Linked DNA regions of Mus musculus: region 1 is linked to region 2. Evidence: chromatin contacts called from public HiChIP or PLAC-seq data. All regions are on one chromosome and are shown on one strand. Each heading gives the region's core, a stretch centred on a gene start, on an enhancer-like site or on the middle of the called end of the contact. The rest is flanking DNA. Distances are from core to core; before and after follow the strand shown.

Region 1 (3,222 bases), core at 683-3,182, 510 kb before region 2:
TCTCTTAGTCACAACATTTTTGACTCAACAAATTACAAATTACCATATTCAACTCACATGTGGGGATATGTTGCTATTAAATACAATCTGTGAATATTTACTACTAATTAAGATGTACAACATGCAAAAATATCTTATTATTAAAAATAATAATAGGAGTTGAGTTTGAACTAGAAACAGCCAGCCAGCCACCACCACTAAGCTGGTTCCTCTGTGCAGAGTCTAGGAATCAGGGCGAGGCTGCCCTGAGATAGACTCTCAGAAGCTTCTCCATCTACTTCTACACCCTAGGAGCAAACTGAGAACTACAGACTGGCCTAGCAGCTCTGTGAGTGGCTGTGGGTTCAAAGCCATGCCTCCCAGCTTAGATGACCTTTCTCCTCAGCCGTCTAATCACCTCAGTGACCTCAGACCTCTGGTACAATGGGACACAGAGGAGGCTTGCAGCTCCCACAAACCAGGTCTAGACACAAACCTGGTGTCCAGCCATCTCTCCTCCCCGCCTCACCTTCATTTCTGTTTCTGACCACCACCCCTAGCTCTGCTGTTGTTGATGGACAGCACTTGGGAACTATCTGTCTTCAGTGTGAGAAGAACTAGCTTGACCAAACAACCACAGTGCCCAGCCCTCTCATCCAGCCCGTTAGCCAGTGTTTCTAAAGAGGAGGAAAATAAGGCCTGGCAAGTCATGATGGCTTTCTAGGCCAAAATTAGGGACAGGGTGGGTGGTCACTGGAACACTGGCACCAGTGAATGCTGCACCCCAAAGTGTAGCCTGGATGAGGATGAGTGAGACTGAGAGCTCACGGCATCCCTGAATTCTGTAGGCAGCACAGGTTGCATTGTCAGGGTAGTTGCTAGGACCTGGTTTGTGAGAAAGGCCATCTTTGTGGCATTGGCTCTGGAAACTCCTTAGGTAAGAGCTGGGGACCTCCCACTCTCATGACTGGACTGGTTATATCTAATCTCACCTTTGCAATAATGAATGCTTGCTTATCCATTGCCCAGGTGGTATGCACAACTGAGAATAGCTCTCAGAAGACCACCCTTTGTTCTGGAAAGAAGGTTCTCTGTGTGTGTCCCCAGGGGTCTGTGAAATTTAAGCTTCTGTCCAAAACATGGGCCTGAGGTTTGACATCAACTTCTAGAAGAACAAGAGATCCCACATAAGCCCGCTCCAGGGTCTGTGTATCATTAGGAGGTGTGGTGAAAGGCAGGGATGCATGCACAAGCAGAGGGGCTGCATCTCAGTGGAGAAGAAAACTTGGAAACGGACAAGGCATGTCCAGACCTTCTACTGAGCCCACCCCCCAGTGTGCACAAAACCTGGCCTGGGGGGATGCAGTGACCCCTCGGCTCTCTAACCAGCTCAGTGAGCTCAGACCTCTGATACAATGGGCAGCAAAGGAGGCTTGCAGCTCCCACAAACCAAGTCTAGACACTTGGTCTCCAGACACTCTGACTGCTGCCTCCAGTCTCCTCTCAGCGCTAGCTTCCTGACACCCCCACCAACACCCCACCCCCACCCTGGCCCGAGCTGTGGCGAGGAAGCTTGCATCCTTTCTTCACGTACCTGAGACCCTCTTCTCCTCCCTTTCTGGTGAGGTGAGAGAATGACCTGAATAAAGACAAAGAGGTAAGGGGTCTTCCCCACACCCACGAGATTGCCTGGGCCCATTTGCTGCATGGATGTCTGACAGCCCAGAGAGATCAGACAGCTGAACGCCCTTGCTGTCCTGGAAGAGGCGGGGAAGCCTCTGCATTGCTGTTCCAGGAATCCGCTCTGGAAAAAAGCCGCTGCCAGCTCTGAGTTCATTAAATGGCTTCTGCCGTATTAATCTTTTGTTTCTGCTTAATGGAGGTTACAGTGAATGGGAGGAGGTGAGTTCCCAGGGCACAGGGCTCAGTGTGGAATCACCATGGGAACGGCAGCTTGATCTCCATTGGGTGACTAGTTCCCGAGGCCCACTCAACATCCTCTTTAAGGGCTCAGAGTGCAGGCTGTACCCTGTTCATCAGTCTGCAGGCCAAAGGGAACAGAAGCAAACAGATCTGCAGGTCACTGGCTACCACGCAGCACTGGCCCCGTTCGTGCCCTTCTTGTCCCGGAGGGCTCTGCTAGTACCAGAGGGAAAACGCTGAGTCAGGAGCTTTCTGGCGAGCAAAGAGCATGTCCGTGGCCCTGCTTTCCCGGCAGACATTTTCTGAGCACGGAGGGCGAATCCAGCTGGCAGAGGAGCCGGGTTAACTAACCAGAGCCTGCAAGCCACAGGACCAGGGCTACATAGGGAGGCAGAGAATCAGAATCAGGGAAGCAGCAATAATCCCTGAGAAATACAACCCAGCAGCCCAAGGCATCCTGGGAACCAGAAGCGACTGAGAGTGGGCACAGTTGCTATGGTTTAACTGATCCTTAAGGACTGATGGGCGCTCGAGTTGTTTAATTCTGTTTTCTTTCCCCAGGTGTTTTCTTTCAGGTTCTTCTTAGAGCCTGAAAGCTGAACCAACAGTGCTGATACAGGAACAGGCAGGACCAAGGCCAGGGACAAGGGGCATGGAACTGAGAGAGAAGCTGGCTTTTCCAACTATAGGGACCCCACCTCTCTCTCTCTCTCTCTCTCTCTCTCTCTCTCTCTCTCTCTCTCTCTCTCTCTCTCTCTCTCTCTCTCTCTCTCTCTCTCTCTCTCTCTCCCTCCCTCCCTCCCTTTCTCCCCTTCTTTCCGTTCTTCTTTCTTTCTCTTCCTTCCTTTTTTTAAATTGGGTATTATTTTTTAATTTGCATTTCAAGTGTTATCCCCTTTCCCAGTTTCCTCTCTGGAAACCCCCTTTCCCATCCTCCCTCCCCCTGCTTCTATGAGGGTGTTCATCCACCCACCCACTCCCACCTCTCCGCCCTGCCATTCCCCTACACTGGGGCAGCGAGCCTTCACAGGACCAAGGACCTCTCCTCCCATTGATGCCAGACAAGGCCATTCTCTGCTACATATGTGACTGGAGCCATGGGTCCCTCCACGTGTACTCCTTGGTTGGTGGTTTAGTCCCTGGGAGCTTTTGGGGGGGGGCGGGTCTGGCTGGTTGATATTGTTGTTCTTCCTATGGGGCTGCAAACCCCTTCAGCTCCTTCAGTCCTTCCCCTAATTCCTCCATCGGGGTCTCCCTGCTCAGTCCAATGGATGGCTGTGAGCATCCGCCTCTGTATTTGTCAGGCTCTGGCAGAGCCTA
Region 2 (2,940 bases), core at 1-2,500:
AGCTCCTATAGAGTTACATCTTCAGCTAGCTCCTATACATTTACATCTACAACTAGCTCCTATACATTTACATCTACAGCTAGCTCCTATAGATTTACATCTTCAGCTAGCTCCTATAGATTTACATCTACAGCTAGCTCCTATACATTTACATCTTCAGCTAGCTCCTATAGATTTACATCTACAGCTAGCTCCTATACATTTACATCTTCAGCTAGCTCCTATACATTTACATCTTCAGCTAGCTCCTATACATTTACATCTTCAGCTAGCTCCTATAGATTTACATCTTCAGCTAGCTCCTATACATTTACATCTTCAGCTAGCTCCTATAGATTTACATCTTCAGCTAGCTCCTATACATTTACATCTTCAGCTAGCTCCTATAGATTTACATCTTCAGCTAGCTCCTATAGATTTACATCTTCAGCTAGCTCCTATAGATTTACATCTTCAGCTAGCTCCTATAGATTTACATCTTCAGCTAGCTCCTATAGATTTACATCAGCTAGCTCCTATATATTGCACTTTTTCAATGTCGTGGTATCTCTACCCTACCCCCACCAATTCAGATGCCCCAAATCATAAGAACTCTTGGGTGAAACAAGGAAAGCTGTAAAATAAAAACTGTGACCCATTCTGGGGGTCAAGAAGGGCAGTCACAGGCACACTGTGATCCAACTGAGGCTGGCTTCCGTTTCTGGCAGCACAACTTTAACACGGCCAGAAGAAGCAGCGCAGGCAGCCTGGCTAGACAAGAACAAAAGGCTGTTGCCAAAGGAGTCGCCCGTCAGTGAGAGGAGCAAAGGCTCTCCACTGTGCTGACACTTCCTTTGCTTGTCACAGAGACTCCCTGGGCACAACAAGGTCACTGTGGGGAGTTGCCAGCCAGTGCTGTGTGAATCTTGCATTTTGGTGTGTGAGCCAGTCTTTGAGCTTCTTGTCTTCACATTCTTCAAAAGGCAGCAAGGAGAGAGGCCCAGAGGACAAGGAGAAGTGGGCTGTGTGGGATATCCATCACGGTTTGAGTCTACGGCCTCCAGCTTGATCAGGAAACCAAATCACTCCTTTGTGCAGATATGCACAGGGGAGGAGTGCCAACGAGTTATTTATCAGCCCTGGATTTTCACAGGGGCCTCAGAACTAAAATTAAAGGTGTTCCCCCACCGTGGAAGAAACTCACGTTATTACATGACATCCGTCTCTTCAGCTCAGTGATAAATGATGGTGTGCTAAGGGGATAAACTGCATCTTAAAGAAGCCTGTGCAGGCTCCTGTTGCCATGGCAACAGACATCCCACCATCACTCCTCTGCCTATCAAAATCACAACTGGAACAGAAAAATCGCTCTTGTTTGTTCCATTAGAACTGCTGGTTGTTGCGTATAATTACTTAAATGACAAAATATGATTGCCCAATAGGTATGGCTCTTGAAAGCACAGAAATGGCCAGACAACTCCACAAGGGAGGCTTAGGCTGGGGACTGAAAGTGCCAGCCTACAGCGCTAATCACAGAGATGAAGCATCTGTGTCGCCATGGGGCTTGTGAGGCACCACAAAGCCCTGGACTTGGTTTCCTTCTACGCTGCCTCTGACACAGAAAAATCTAAGGGACATCACAAAGCCAACAATGGGACAGCTCCCTGCAATGGGCCTGCTAGCTTATTTTGGGGTGAAGATAATTCCTACAGAAATAAGATGAAGACAGCAAGTCAGGTATCCCCAGTGCCTCTAGCTTTCAATTAACTCCTTCAGAGGGCGAGGAAGGGAGAGAAGCAGGAATCCACAGTGTGGGTACAGCACTGACCTCATGCTCCGTGTGTCCCATCCTCGGAGGGTCGTGTCACTTGCTGTGGCCACCTGGGTACAGTTGTGGTGTGGGCTCCACCGCCCCGCGGTGAACTTCAGCTGTCCCCTTCCTTCCAGTGTTGCTGAGCTGGCCAGCTGGTAGAACGGGTATTGTTCAAAGGAGAGAAGAAAGATCTGGACTCTTTACACAATTCTCAGGATTTTATGGAAATAATTAGAACAATTTGGAGGTTCGGTCTTTGTTTCCCCCCTTAAAAGGCAAGACCATTTGAACCTTATTGGAAAAATAAAATAAAATAAAACCGTGCACAGCAAAAAATAGAAGGCACATTAATAGCCCCTATTGTGGAGGGCTTGCTTCAAGTGTGTGATTAGAGACAATCAGCTCAAACTTGAAGAGAACAATATGGAATAACTCAAACATCTGGCTTTCCCAAAGAAAGAGAAAAACCAAGTCTCCATGACCAGCTCCTTCCAAAATGACACATGTTCTTTAATCAAATGTTGTTCCCAATATAATACAACCTCTTTCCCCTTTATCATGAGGAACACAGGATCCTCACAGGGGTTCACTCAATCCCCACAGGCTGGTGAGCCCACAAACTGTCTTTTGGGGGTACTAAGACAGGCCTTGGTTCCAAGCCTGGGATAGAAGGCCACTCCACTTTCCCCCTGCCTAGATCTTTTGGCAAAGGCCCACAGGACTTTCCACGTTCCATTTGGAGCTCTACTCATCTGAGTAACTTAAACACCATCTCTTATACTCCTCCAACATCCTGAACCCACTATTGGTGAATACATTCAAACCTTCAAACTGGGCTCTTCAGAGCCCCTGAGAGGCTGTGTAGCCTCAGCATCTGGGAATAGTCGCGTTGAAAAAGCTGACTGGATAGCGGAGGCTGGGCACAAGAAGACAGGTGCATAGAGGTGAGAGCCTCTCTAGTGGGGTATTATGACAACTACAGCTCTCAGTTCCTGAGACTAGATATTCTGGAAGCTATCACCCAGCAAAGCATGTGTGAGAAAAGGTCACAGGCAGGTGGGACACAGGACGTCCTGGCAGGGAAGAGTTCATGGAAATAGCCATGGGTGACCCAACAGTGTCTCAAAAGTGGCTATGAAGATGTACCT

What was found. HiChIP or PLAC-seq counts read pairs in DNA pulled down with a chosen protein or histone mark.
Region 1: a contact with region 2 is called in an H3K4me3 HiChIP or PLAC-seq map of embryonic hindbrain, with 7 times the contacts expected there. The contact joins two enhancer-like sites. A contact is called at or near these places in 1 of 484 Hi-C or Micro-C datasets (forebrain), 1 of 115 datasets of contacts at active chromatin or transcription factors (embryonic hindbrain) and 1 of 9 other capture datasets (embryonic stem cells).

The regions. Positions count from the first base shown.
Region 1 is chr12:29,367,236-29,370,457 of GRCm38.p6, reverse strand. No RefSeq gene overlaps it. Among named protein-coding and RNA genes, the nearest start is that of Gm31650, 71 kb to the left of the region's middle. Within about 2 kb of position 1,932, at least 113 of the 459 cell types and tissues checked have an H3K27ac peak or open chromatin away from gene starts, as enhancers often do. A contact at or near this core is called in forebrain, where this site is marked.
Region 2 is chr12:28,858,256-28,861,195 of GRCm38.p6, reverse strand. Eipr1 (EARP complex and GARP complex interacting protein 1) reads right to left here. Exons shown (of 9, transcript NM_201357.3): 6 at 1,808-1,944. Among named protein-coding and RNA genes, the nearest start is that of Gm31508, 51 kb to the left of the region's middle. Within about 2 kb of position 1,250, at least 51 of the 459 cell types and tissues checked have an H3K27ac peak or open chromatin away from gene starts, as enhancers often do. A contact at or near this core is called in forebrain, where this site is marked.